Linked DNA regions of Oryctolagus cuniculus: region 1 is linked to region 2. Evidence: chromatin contacts called from public Micro-C data. All regions are on one chromosome and are shown on one strand. The core of a region is the stretch at or near the end of the contact, and the rest is flanking DNA. Distances in the headings are between cores, read along the strand shown. Region 1 holds the start of TPD52L1 (TPD52 like 1). Region 2 holds the start of HEY2 (hes related family bHLH transcription factor with YRPW motif 2).

Region 1 (7,140 bases), core at 3,848-6,347, 650 kb before region 2:
CTCTCTTGGCCTCCACAGCAACACTCTGGCTAGTGGATCGCTTTCCAGTCCTGAGATCTGGAAAGCCCCTGGAAGTGGTGTGAAGAAGTTCTTCCCCACCCCCTCAAGCAAACAAACTGTGTCTCCCCGATCCCTTTTGCCCTACTTGGTAGTTTGATGTGGGCAGAGTGAGGTCAGTGTGTCCTCTGGCTGAGCAGAGGTCCAACCAACACAGACACCAACTAGCTCTCCATTTGTGCACTCCTCCTCTCTCCAAGCACGACTCTGTTGCACTGCTTTCTTCCCATGGACTCAAGAGGTGGAATCCTGCAGCTTTCTAAGGGTGCTGACTCCCTAACTGGCTATCTCTCCTCTAACTCACACACCTCACATGGGACTCAAAGGAACTCTCAGATGCTGTTGTACACCACTGAAAGAGGGGGAACTTCAAAGCGAAGTGAGCAATTACCCTGTCCCTACCATTTCTCAAAACCTACTGGAGTTCCACAGAGAACTGCGGGGGCCGGTCCTCTTTGCTTTGGTGGGGTGGGGAGGGGAAGAGTGAAACACGCAGACAGATCCATGTGTAAACTCTCACATGTCTCTGCCCTCGCCAATGTCTCTTCCCATCCCAACTCCCTTGGAGCTAGGGACCACAGGGCTGTCTTCTCACATTATTTTTCCCCATTTTTTTCTGTTTACTTGGGTGGCAACTCTTAAATCTAAAAGCTGAGATTTTAGTATTCTTCATCTTTGCTGTAGACAGTTCCTAAAACACTCACTCTCGATCTTGGAGGCACATCAATGTTACCCAGACAGCTTTCTACGAACAAATTAAATTCAAAACTCCCTCATGTGGTAATGATGCATGGGATAGCTAAGAACCACTACTCCAAAACCATGGATGCCCAAAAGGATAGGAGGGGAAGAGCACATCAATTAATATCTTGTATAGCTTTCTGCCACAAAATGTTCATATCCAGGAAGAGAGAGGCTAGGAAACTTGTTTTAGGTTACACAGCGAATACTGTTCATAGTGGGAATCTGAAGGAGCAACAAAGCCCACAGGCTCCTTCAGAGTGTTCGTAAGGTCCAATGATCAGAGCAGCACTTTCTCTGTCCTTTCCTACCCTTGCCTCTCCTTTCTGTGTACTGGCCACACAGTAGAACATTACAGGGGACTTGAAGCTGGTTTAGACGAGGACTGTTGACAACACCATCCTTTTGGGCATTTGGTGACGACACCAAATTTTGGTCTACTGCATCCTCACTTCTGCAGAAAGATCAGCTCTTGAGTGAACCAGAAGTCACTAATTCAGCCAAACACGAGCTCATTGTTTCCCTTGAGGAGTAGCTGTAGAGATGAAGAACAGGAGGGTGAAGTTGGCTGTTCGACTATACTTTATAGAATTTAAGGGGCCAGCATTGTGGTGTAGTGGGAAAAGCTGCCATCTTTGGTGCCAGCATCCCATATGGGAGCTGGTTCGAGTCCTGGTTGCTCCACTTCTGATCCAGCTCCCTGCTAATGTGCCTGGGTAAGCAGCAAAATATGGCCCAAGTACTTGGGCCCCTGTACCCACATGGGAGACCCAGAAGAAGCTCCAGGCTCCTGGCTTTGGATTGGCCCAGCTCTGGTCTTTGTGGCAATTTGGGGAATTGTTGCTCCCCCATTCGTGGAGGAATGACACTAAACCCTGCGCTGTTCTTTTGTCTGCTCGGCCCTTCCCGGGTTTGCTGCTGGTCCTTCCCGGGTTGGCTGCCGACCCTTCCACCTCCGTGGAAGGGCGGCTCCCCCTGCCACTTTCCCCACTTCCACGGGGGAGCGGCACACTGCCGGCCGGCTCTCTTGGGGGCTGCTCAGATGTTATCCGGATGTTCCCTTTAGATGTTCCTGGTGCATGTTGTCTCTCTCCTCCTTTATAGTCCTCTTCCACCAATCCCAACTCTGCTACCCACACGCCGAGTATGCTGCTCTCCTCCAATCAGGAGCAGGATCAGCTCCTGCAGGTTATTGGTCGAACTGGAGGCAGCTGTGTAGAAGTTGTTTACTCTTCTCCCAGCGCCATATTGTGGGAGAGCAGATGCATAGAATAAGTCTTAATTCTGGTAACTTAGTCTAGTCCGAGTTGCTCCCCACAGGGAATGAACCAGTGAATGGAAGACCTTTCTCTCTGTCTTTCCTTCTCTTTGCCTATAACTCTACCTCTCAAATAAATAAATAAAGAATCTTCAAAAAAATTTAAGGTAATTCACCATTATAAGTGAGCAGGAAAAGGAAGGATACAAAAGTTAAACCTTCCTTTTATAACACATTCACTTCAGTAATAGTTTCCCTTGGCTAAACGCTTGTGTGGGGCCTAACCCAACTTACCCGGCTAGTTCCTTCATCCTTCCAGACTCAGCAAACATCCTCAGAGAAACATTCCCTTATCTTCTCTTGCCAATCTGAGGGAGGAGGCGTTGGTCTGTGCTCACAGCCTGGGCTTACCTCTGGCACACTTTCCACACTGCATTGCTTTTGAAAATAATTTATTTCCCTCTCTTTTTTGTCATCAGATCATGAACTTTCTGAACAAAAATGGCCATCTCCCTTTGCCGTGTTCTTAGCATCTTGCACAGCTCCTGGCACATGGAAGATGTTCATTAACTCTGAATGAATAGCAACATTTTATTATTATTATAAATAGTGATAACAGGCACTAAAGGGGCAGTGACTTAACATTTACAAATCAGAAAAATGAGTCAGTGTAGATGAAGGTTAGATGACTCAAACTGGAAACTCATGAACTATTTTTAGTTTATTTCAACAGCCAAGGGTCAACGCTAACCTGATGTTTAATTTCTAGGCAACTGCAAGGACCATAGAAATGGTTCAGTTACTCATGGGTCACTTCATGCATGCCTGGTCACTATCACCAAAACTAATTTAAAAGCCCTATGCTTGGTGTTCCAAAGAGAAATTGGTGACATCCTCAACACAATCAAAAATGTTGACTTGTTTGTACAAGAACCAGGAAATCATGAGTATTTCATCTTTTAAGGGAAAATGTGAGACTTCATTGTTTATTAGTCTATACTTTGAGAGTAACTGGAGCATGGATAAAATATAACCTACTGCTTAGTTCATTGTTTATTCAATATATCTTTCTTGTGCTATGAATTTGTATGAGGTTCTTTGGCAGAAATTATGGGAGGCTTAATATAATACTGACACACAACCCTGACAAGATTTATCACCTATTTCAAGAAAGAAAGAGAAAATTTAAAAAATCACAAAAAGTGGTAAACCATTGAAGACCAAATGTAGACAAATACTACATTGTATGAGGGTACTTCAAAAAAAAAATGCATAGAACAATTGAATCAAAGTATAGATAATTTGGCGCAAAAAATTTTTGAAATCCGTGAATAGTTTCATAACACACATTTCCCACAAGCTTTGTGAAGACCCCTCATATTTTACAGAGGATTTTTTTTTGTAGATGTTGAGAAAAAGGGGTGATCTCACATAGCTACAGAAGGGCTGAGGTGAGATATGAGCTGATCATTCTTTTTTGCTATACATTATTTATTCATTTGAAAGGCAAAGAGAAAAGGAAGGAGAGAGAAAGAGAGAGATCTTTCACCTGCTAGTTCACTCCTCAAATGTTCGCAACAGCCAGGCCTAGGCTAGGTCAAAGACAGGAGCCAGGAACTCTAACCTGGTCTCTGATGTTGGCGAGGGTCCAAGCACATGGGCTATCCAGAACGAAGTTCTATATGCTATATGTCTTCCCAGATGCATTAGCACAAAGCCGGTAGGAAGCAGAAGGGCCAGGGCTTGAAGCAGTCCTGATATGGGATGTGGCTGTCCCAAGCAGTGGCTTAACCTGCTGTGCCGCATTGCCCAGCCCTGAGCTGGTAATTCTTGTTCCTTGCCATGCTTCCTTCATCCTTCAAGATTCTGTAAGGCAAAGACCCTCAAAGAAGCCTTCCTTTATCACGTGGCCAGTCTCGGGCAGGGAGAGCCAGGGAAGTCTTAGACAGGACTGGGGTTTTCTAGTCTCTGCTGAAAACATGACTGCCCCATCAACCTACAAATACAGCCTGCAGGTTCTGGTTTAACATATATAGATAATATAAAAGCACATAATATATGTCACATTATATATTAATATATTCATGGAAAATGTGTTACAAAAAAATCTCTGGTTGGGTTTCAAAATAATTTTGCACCAAAATAAACTTGTCTCTTAAATCCACTTCCCCACCAATTTTATTGTTTTATTTTTGTGTGTTTGAAAGGCAGAGATAGAAGAGGATTTTTCATCCTCTGGTTTACTTCCCAAATGCTCACAACAGCCAGGTGTGGGCTAGGCCAAAGTCAGGAGCCTGGAACTCAATCTAAATCTCCCCCAGGACTGGAAGTATCCCAGGTAGCAGGAAGCTGCCCCAGAAGCCGAGCAGGAGCAGCATAGCAACCACTGCGTCAAACACAGGCCCCACACTAAAATGTCTGTAAGACTAAAACCAATGCTCTTAGTGCTTTCACTGTGACTGGGGGACTTGAATGGAGCGTTCAAAAGATTCATGGGGTTCCAACTAAGCTCAAATACGGTGGCTCTGCCTTCTTGTCTCAACTCCCATGCTACAAACAAGTTCCCCGTTCCCAGCCGGGGTGTGTGTGAGTACTTGTGTGGATTTTGCTATTTAAAATGGCCCCAAGCATAATGCTGTAGTGCTCTCGAGTGTTCGGTCCAAGATTACTATGACGTTAATTAGAAAATGTGTATGTTAAATAGGCTGAACCTTTGTTCTGGTAACAGTTAACAGTGCCGTTGACCTCAAGCTCGATGTCAATGAATAAACGATATACACAAATAAGGTGTAGTTAAAAGGAAAAGGATCTATATGTAAAACAAGGTTATGTATTGATCACTTGCCAGGTGTTGGGAACAAGGCTTGCAGCCCCTAATTCGATCTCCCAGAGGAGCAGGGATTCAGCGTTGTGAACTCAGGTCCCCTTCCTTCCTCCCAGGGCATTAACCACTACCAAGCCCATCTCCGCGCCAACTTCCCGTGGGTCGGTGGTGGACGCCTTCCGCCTGCTGTGCAGAGCGGCCGGTAGGTGGCGCTTTCCAGCGTGGCGAAGGCCAGGTGGACTGGAAGGGGCGGAGGTAAGCAGAAACTGCCAGCGGGGTCCGTCCGCGGTCACACATCCGTCCACGCCGCGACTGCAACACGCGTGCCTGGAGAGGGCGCCAGCGGCAGGGCCAGCTGCGTCCTGAGCTCTTTTCCAGCTGCCATCGGCTTCGCGTCCCCGCTGCGCGCAGTTCGAAAGTCGGCCACCATGGAGGCGCAGGCACAAGGTGAGTGGTCGCCAGTCGCCCCCGAGGGTTACGTCCTGCAGAGCCCATAGGGGCCGTTTTCCCTGCATCCGCTAACTTCGCTCTCGGAAAGGACGGATCGGTGCCACCCGCGTCCGAAACTCCGCGCCTGTCCGCGCCTTCGGGATCATGCCTGCTCCCCAAACTCGGGATTTGCTGTGGGGCTGGGGCTCAGTGAATGGAGAGGCCCCTCTGCAGGGAATGCTCCCGCGCAAGGCCCTAGCCCGTTCCACAGCCAGTCGCCCCTACGGCCCCAACCTGGCAGGTGCCCACAGGACCTGTTGTGCGAGGTCCGGAATCGGTTTCCTTCCCTTTGCCTCAGGGGACTGGGGAGGGAGAGCGCGCGACTCCCGTCGCCGGGGGCCGTGGGCTCGCGCTCCTCATCTCGCAAGTTGGCGGGTGAGCGGGACGCGCCCAGAGGTGGTGGCTCCGTGGGGCCCCGGTCTCCCGGCCGCGCGAGGGGCTTCCTGCGCCGGGACTGGCCTTCGGAGGCGAGGGTAGCGTCACCGCCCCCAAGACCCCCGGCGGATCAACACGTTGTGCCTGCGTTTGCTGCGGTGTGGACCGACCCGGGAGCGACCTCTGTTTCCCCAAGCGCGCGTGGGGTACTTGGCCCGGGTCTGGAGCAGCCCGCGGTGGCTTCGCGAGGGGCAGTCTCCGATCTAGGGGTCACACTTGGAGCGGGTGTGGGGGACTAAGTGGATGGAATCGTTTGAGAGTGAGGGCGAAGGGACGGTGGAAAGCGGCCGAGGTGGACGGACGAGGAGCTGGAGGCGGGGGTAGGAAGGAAATCAATTCGGGGCTCGGCCGTGGGAGCGGCGCCAGGGAGAGGTGGGCTGCGGAGTTGAGCCTTTTAAGCAATCCTCGCCTCCTTTCCTCACTGTAGGAAATTCTGGGGTGCCTTCTAACAGAAATAAAAGCCCGTATGGGGGGGGGGGGCGGTTCCTGACCCTGTGCGCTCGCCCCCTAGGGGCGGAAGTGCCCTAATGAGAGGAGCTGTGAGGGTGCGTGGGCCCGAAGTCACCCAACAGGTTTGTTGCCGGGAGCAGGAACCATACTCCTCCAGTCCATCCGCCAAGATCCTGCCCATGAAGCTGCTGCTTCCAATGGATTCCTTTTCTATCATCTAAATAGGAATGGAGAATTTAAGGGTGGGGGTAGGTGGTGTTAAAAAGGGTGCTCAATGCTTGTTATTGAAGCTTGGTAGGGAAGACTTAGTTCAGAGCCATCATGAGCGGTGTGGGGACAAGAGCAACTGGAGCTGGGCGGTGGGCTCAACCCCAAACACAGCATGGGGTGAGTGGGGAATGATTTGACCTATTAGGATTCTACTGAACACAGGCCAAGGCCATCAGAAGTCAGCTGGGGGATGGTGGATGGTGGGGAAGCTGACCAGATACTGGGTTCTGGCTGCACTCACTTAGCAGGCTTCTCTGCCAAAACGGGGTTTAACAGGCACAGATGGGCCCAGGAGAAGGTTCAGAAGGTTCAGAAGCCTGAGTGAGCTTGGGACCAAGCAAAGGATCTTTGTTTTTGGCCAAGTTCAAAAGCAGAGGTTGGGTTGGAGGCCTTCACAGCTGAACTGAAGGTGGTAGGAACAACACTGGAGCTGTCCAGCCTGACTTGCAGATGAGAAATTTGGAGATTCTTAAATGCCAGCCCTGGATGACCCCAATGATATTGGCATCTCTGGAGCTTTGGCATGGATATATTTGAAAGTGTCCTTGCTGATTGTATTATTCAATGCAAAATTGGAGAAGCCCTAAAGCAGACGGGAAACATTCATGCAAATTCT
Region 2 (6,911 bases), core at 1,360-3,859:
CCCGCCGCTCTGCCCCTCCCAGGTCCCTTCCCCCCAACACGCGCCACCCCAGGCAGCCCGCAGCGCGCGCCCACCCAGCGTCTGCGAGCCTCTGGACGCCCGCCGGGTGCGCGGAGGTTTCCTCCTGTGCGTGCCTGGGTCCCGCGCGCACTCTCAGATGCAGGCAGACGGGGCGCCTACCGAGGGAACAGGCAGATGGAATACTTGAGGGGAATAAAAGATCTAATGGAAACATCTCGGGCTGCCTAATTACGATTCCTGCTTCAAACATAAATGAGTATACACTTTTGAGGGTGTTCAAAACGCTGCGGTCTTTCACCTACGCATTCTTCAACACTCATACAGCGCTTAACAATGTTCTAAGCGCTTTTAAACTACGACCTTCTTCGCTTAAAAAGTATTTTTAACGGATATGAAATTTGTGTGTGCTTTCGACCGTCCCTGAGATCTATTTCTTCCTAACACCGCACAGCGGTTAAGTCTTCAAAGTCAAATATGGGGAGAAAAAAAAAAAACCTTTAACCAATCGCTGCTTTATTGCAAGCAAATCATTTCCCTCTGCAGTGTTTCCCAACCATTCTAGTGAAATGCATGAAAAGTATTAGCATAGTGAGAAAGAATTCTTGGTTGTGTGGGTTTTTTTTTTTCTTCCATGATGACTTCAGGTTTTGCCGCTGGCGTTTGGAAGCGGCGGCTAATTTGTTCGCGTGGCAAGGTTAATTGCACCTGTAGGCATTGGCTTTGGGAGGGGGAAAAAAAAAACACCAAAGAGCAACCCTGGTTGAGCAGGGAAGGTCGAGCTCGCGTCTAACCGGCCTGACCACCCCTGTCCGGGCCTGGGAGCTCCCCGGAGCGAGAATGCGGTGGCCCCGGCCGGGGCGCCACAAGGGTGTGGGTCCGCTCTGCCCCGCGCTGCGCGCTCGGGCTGCGGGCACTGCCAGTGCTCCAAGGCCCCGAGTCCTGCGCAGGCCAGCACCAGTCCTGCGCAGGCCAGCACCAACCCTGCTGACCGCCGCGCCCGGGGGTCGCCGCCGCCCGCGCGCTTCGCTCCGGGTGAGATTTCACAAGTCTGCGCGTCTCGGGTTTCTGTTCACACGATTCTGAAGGCGGCGCCGCGGGGCGGCAGTGGAGACGGGGCTGGTGGGGACGCGGTTTTGTGTTCTAATGAGGTCTGTGACACGCTGGCCGCACTTTCCCGGCCCGAGCCCGCCTGCACCCAGTCTACTCTCTGCCCCTCCTCTCCTCGTCCCTCGCCCGCCCAGCGCGCATTGGGGGTGCGGAGCGATTGGAGAGTCCTGGGGGCTCCCTTGGAGGAGACCCCCAAAGACACGAATCCACCTGTAGCTCCACGCGCGCGAAGCTAGCTATTGGGCGACCTGTGCCCGGACCACGACCCGTCCGCTGCCCCGCCGGCCCACTCACTTTCCTGCCCTGCAAGAGGCACGGCGCGCGTGGCCGGTGCCCTGGTTCCTCGGAGCTGGGGAGAAAGAGCGGCTTGCAGACGGTTTCACTGAAAGCCCAACTAGAGTTTCTACAGCCCTGCGTCCAGTGCCCTAAGGTCTACTGGACACGAGTGCGTCCGTCAAGAAACAAACTCCCGCTCCCAGCGCGAGCCTCCGCTTTCCGGATTCTAAGGAACCCGACGGCTGCGCCTGCACACACCTGGGTGGTTGGAGGGAGAACGGAAGTGGCTATCCGGTTCATCCGAGTCCGAGAAAATCGAACTTGAAAATCTGCTAAACTGGTGCCCTAAAGACCCGCACCGCGGCCCTAACGCCGCTTACAGCGCCAAGGCGGACGTGGCCCCGGCCAAATCTGCTCGGCGGTCCCGCGGCCGACACCACGTGGGAATCGATAACGGGGGAAGCACAGAGCTGACAGGGAAGCCGCGCGTCCCGCGGCCGGCAGCCAAGTACCTGAGGGAGAACTGACGCCCTTATCTGTCCAGCCCAGAGGCCGCGGACGTAGGCTCGGGACTTGTCAGAAAAGCCAGCTTTGATTTAGGGTTTTCAAAACCCCCAGAGGGCAAGTGTGACCGCTTTGGTCAGCCAGTCAGCAGTTTCGGCCCAGACTGGGGACAGCCGAATGGGGGTGGGAAGAGGCGGTTCGGTGGAGCCCTGGCGCCGCCCGACGTCACACGCGCTCGCGCACACTCAGCCACGCGCGCGGGGTTATTCTTTAAACCCGGCCTGAAACTTAAGGGCCAGACCGCCGGCAGCGCAGGAGGGCGGAAAATCGCCGCCCGGAGCCCGCCCCCTGCCACGCCCGCGCCCGCGCTCGAGCCCGCGCTCTCCTCGGCGTGCTTCCCGGCTGACTCCACAGAACCCGCGCACACGCCCTCAGCACCCTCCGCCCGCCCTCGCGCGCAGCTCCCGGCTCCCAGGTGCTCGGCCGCGTTCCCACGCCTGAACCGCGGCCTCGAGGCGGGCCTTGGAGAGCGCGGCCCCGCCCCCCCGGATTAGCCAATCGCAGCACACGCCGACCTCCGGGGAGGCGTTGCCCGGCGGGCCGCAGGGGCCGGGGTGCGGGGGCTGAAAGGCGGCCCCGCCCGCGCGGGGGGCGTGGCCGGCGCCGGCTCTTGCCGCGGAGCAGGGTTGCGGCGTGGGAAAGAGCTGCGAGGAGCCGACCGCGCCGCCGCCGCCGTCGCCGGAGCCGCGCCCGCGGAGGCCCAGGGTGGGCGGGAGGGAGGGAGGAAGGAGGCGGGCGGGGAGGGCGCCCGTGGCTCCGGCCCTGCGCCGTCTTCTCCACGATGAAGCGTCCTTGCGAAGAGACGACCTCCGAGAGCGACATGGACGAGACCATCGACGTGGGGAGCGAGAACAATTACTCGGGGTGAGCGCGCGCTCTGAGGGAGCTGCCCCGGAGCCCGACGTTCTGTTCCGCCGGCTCGTGGCGGGGAGGGAAGTTCTGTCCGGGATGCTTTTTGCGTGGGGGGCGAGGGCTGTCTGTCGTCTTTCGCTGCGGGGGTGGGGCTGAGGGGGCGCGGGCCGCAGCCGGAGGGGAGCGCGCGGGCGTGGGAGGGAGCCCGGCTGTCCGGAGAGACGCCCCCCGCCACTGCAACTGTTGGGGGCACTTTCACAATGGGCCAGGAGAAAGGAGAAATTAGTCTGCGGCGGTGGCGCGTTTCGGGTTGACCGTGCGTGACTTGGCTGACCCGCAAGCGAGTGGCGGCCGCGAGGATGGGCAGGGCATCATCTCCTTGACGCGCTGGTCCTGAGCCTGCGGGTCGCGTCGAGATCCCAGGAGCCAGACCTCCTGCTTCCTGTGGCACAGGCACATGAACCGAGAGGCGTTTTAGCGCCGGGCCGGGTCAAGTGATAATTGCTTCTAATTGGCATCCCCAGAAGCGCCTTAATTATTTATCTGCAGCTGTCAAAGAGCGAAATCCTTCCTACTTTTGGAAAACTACTTTGCTCTCCTACCCTATTTGTAATAGGTACAAACCACAACCTGCAGACGGTAAGAGCAAAGATGTTTACGTGAGACGTGGGTTGCAGAGAATCTAATTTTAAAGTATCATTATGTCATCTTAAAAAATGTCCGAAAAACGGAAGGTGTCACGTGAAAGGTGAAACCAATAGAAAGGGGGTGAGAATAATAGGGGACAGTTGATTCAGAAATAGGATCCAGAAGTGAAAAGGTGAGGTAATAGGAACCTGGTGTGTGCAACATTTCTAAAATGGAAAAGAGCAAATGACAGAAACCTGGAGAATTTGAGAACGCAAGAAAATGTAGTACCCATGAGTTAGGAAACACAACAGATACAAACTAGGCAGGACTATGAAAGTGTCCTGACCAGACGATAATTTGATTGAACTTTGGAAAAATAGCATTTCATTAGCAAGCTGCTTGAGATTTAAGCTTACACGGACCGCTGAGAGGTGGTTTCATTTTCAAAGTTTTTCCTAGTACTAAACCTAATTTTAAGTTTCCTATTAGTGGCATAGTTAATTTAGGACATGCTTTTGGAAGATCAGTATGCCACACATTAAATTTGTTCATTTTGCCCTATTACGAGATATGACTGAAGATTTGAAATATACAATAACTTGCATTTATTTTAAAGATTGCATCTAGGGACAACAGTTTGACATGTGATGACTCTATATCTGATAGTGGTGCTTAATATGATTCTTATTTTTAAAAGTGCTATTACTTTGTTCAGTGTGTGTGACAGGAAGGAGGAGGTAGGATTCTATTAGCCGTTAATTGACTTAAGAAATATGTGGGAGTAGAACTAGGAAGTATTAATATGTAATTTCTCACCCTAACAACTCATCATTGTTTCACTGGGAGACTCAAGTAAGATTCAGGGTCATTTTTGCCAATGGATTTGACATCTGTATTAGCACGTTACAGATTTAAAACCAAAGGGACATAATTCCTACCTGAAAAGAGTCAGCAGAGTTAAAAGTGCAATCTGTTAAAAGTGAAGCAAGAACTAAGACTAAAATAACACAGACACGATCTGTGCGATCACTTTGTACTTTGGAGAAACTTTTGTTATGTTAATGCAACACCTGATATACTCTTCCTATTTCCTAGGCAAAGTTCTGGTTCTGTGATAAGATCGAATTCTCCAACAACCACATCTCAGATTATGGCAAGAAAGAAAAGGAGAGGGGTATGTGATTTCCCCCCCCCATTTTATTTCGCGTAACCCAGCCTAATGTGCAACAGTTCTATTTTTCCATTGTGAGTAATTTTATCATTTGTGTATTCATAAACTTTTGTTGTTTTGCTTTCTTTGGAATAGATTATAGAGAAAAGGCGCCGGGATCGGATAAATAATAGTTTATCTGAGTTGAGACGACTGGTGCCAACAGCTTTTGAAAAACAAGTAAGCTACCCCCATCACATACCGCTCCCCCCTGCCCCCCCAAAAAAACTCAAACAATCTGATTCTCTCATCTGGGGATGTGGGTTCTTGTTAAAGCTCATTAAAATAATGGTGTATGTGCCCTGATCTGGCACAGAGCAGCTATTTCAATAAAATGCTTTGTTGTGGCAAAACTATTAAAAACATAATCCATCTTGAAGTTGAAAAACATTTCCATTCTTTAGCTTATTTTCCCCTTAAGGGTAAGACTGTTCATGCTTTCTCTGTTCTTTCTATGAATACCAGTAGTGGTTTTAAGACCGCGTTGTATATAGTATTCTTCCCTGCAAAAAAAAAAAAAAAAAATTATAAAGTATTTTTTTTTTTGCCAAACTGTTAAGTAATCCTTTTATTTAAAAAATAAACCCCAGAAAGGAATATCTGTAGTTCTGCTTCCCAAATAATAATTCTGATAACATTTATCAAGCCACATACTTCCATTTTTTAATCCCAGGGCTAATAGAATGATGTTTGATTTGGTACACCTTTTTGGATTTGGTAAAAACCAAATTAGTCGTACATGCCCTTTTTCAGACTTCAAGCTTTGCTTTACCAAAAAGAGTTTGCATACTTAGAAAAGTAGAAAGCCAAATGTTTAAATGTTCTTTGTAGTTTAAAAAGTTGTGTTTCTCTTTGTTCGGCGGTAGCCAAAGGCACGGATTTCCAAGCGCGTCGTTCAAAGGATGTGGCAACATGTGCTTGTTGAAAATATTTTTCATTTGGTTCCAAATAGAGTACAAGACAACAGTTGTTTGTTTATTCCATTTTGTTGTTTACTTCATGAATCCACAAACATTGTAGAGCAAGCCCTACAAAGCCCTTGGAAATTATCCAGAAACTGCAGTTTTGGTTATTAGTCACTTTCACTGAAGCTACTTGTATACCTTCTTGTAAAAGTTGAACGTTGACAAAAATGCAGAATGAAATGTGCTATTGATTATCCATTTTTAAGACAAAAAAGACACGCAGTCTGTATACTGGGGCTGTCTTTGATAAGCAAAATGTAACATGGAAATGACAGTTTTGATGAGTAGCATTTTCAAAGATTGGCTGCAAAAGGGACTGTTAGTCTGCCCTGGGGTTGTTATTATGTCCAGGACAGAAGTGTCCTTAGTTAGGAGCAGTCAATTTGGTGATTTCTTTTTCTTGGTTTGTTAGATTTTTTTCCCCCCTTAAATGTTGACTTAAACCTTAAAAGCAGACCTCTGTCGTTTGGCAGTTAGTTACCATAAACACAAGCTTTCCCACTTGGGGAGCTTGGCTACCAACCCTAGGGAGCTGGCCCTGTCACAATATGATCAGAGGAGTTCTGTAGAGCAGTAAATAACTCTGGCGTTCATACCCGTGTACTGAGTGTTGATAATTTAACAAAATAAGGAAAGTATAGGAACCTGAAGTAAACTTTAGTATCCTTTCCAAGGTGGGAGAAAAAAAAACTCCGGCATGTTGGTTTAATTATTTAGCCCTTCCAGGAAATTAGAAGCCACCCACAGTCCCCTGGGACACTTGAGGTGGTAATTTGCATTTCAGTGGATTTCTTTAAGTTGTTGTATTTTAAAATAAGGAACATAAAAGTATATTTTTTATTTTAAAACTATTCTAAAAGGTTAGAGAACCTTACACATTTATGGTACTGACTAAATGAGTAGTTAAGTTATTCCTTATTATCTTGGAATTCACAGTGACACCTGCTGGTGATTACTGAAGACACACCTTAAAAAGCCTCTTATTTCTGCTTTAACTGGTCTAGTTACCTTAAGGACTTACTAGAACTTTCTGTATTTAAATTTTTAAAGTAATTTACTAAAATCCTGTCTCCTCTCTTTCCAAAATTGGTATTTAACTGATCTACATTTCAGCATTATATAAAAGACTATTGTAGGTTTCAAAATGTGTGACTAACCAAGACACTGATAGTTGGGGTAGTTTAGGAGTTTAATTATTATGATTTAAAAGTTATTTATTAGGCCTTATTTTAGTCTTTAAAAATTAAAATGGCAGATACCTGTCAACAGATGTGACACAATAATGT

The links. A called contact is a pair of places that touch in the nucleus more often than the background predicts.
Region 1: a Micro-C map of ear pinna shows a contact between it and region 2, with 10 times the contacts expected there. The contact joins the promoter of TPD52L1 here to the promoter of HEY2 in region 2. A contact is called at or near these places in 4 of 6 Hi-C or Micro-C datasets (ear pinna, embryonic fibroblasts, psoas muscle and 1 more).

What each region holds. Positions count from the first base shown.
Region 1 is chr5:44,710,898-44,718,037 of mOryCun1.1, reverse strand. TPD52L1 (TPD52 like 1) reads left to right here and starts at 5,097. Exons shown (of 8, transcript XR_011388538.1): 1 at 5,097-5,327.
Region 2 is chr5:44,055,690-44,062,600 of mOryCun1.1, reverse strand. HEY2 (hes related family bHLH transcription factor with YRPW motif 2) reads left to right here and starts at 2,609. Exons shown (of 6, transcript XM_051854369.2): 1 at 2,609-2,832; 2 at 4,546-4,624; 3 at 4,757-4,840. The coding sequence starts at 2,750. LOC108177469 (a long non-coding RNA gene) reads right to left here and starts at 2,409. Exons shown (of 3, transcript XR_001794288.3): 1 at 1,663-2,409.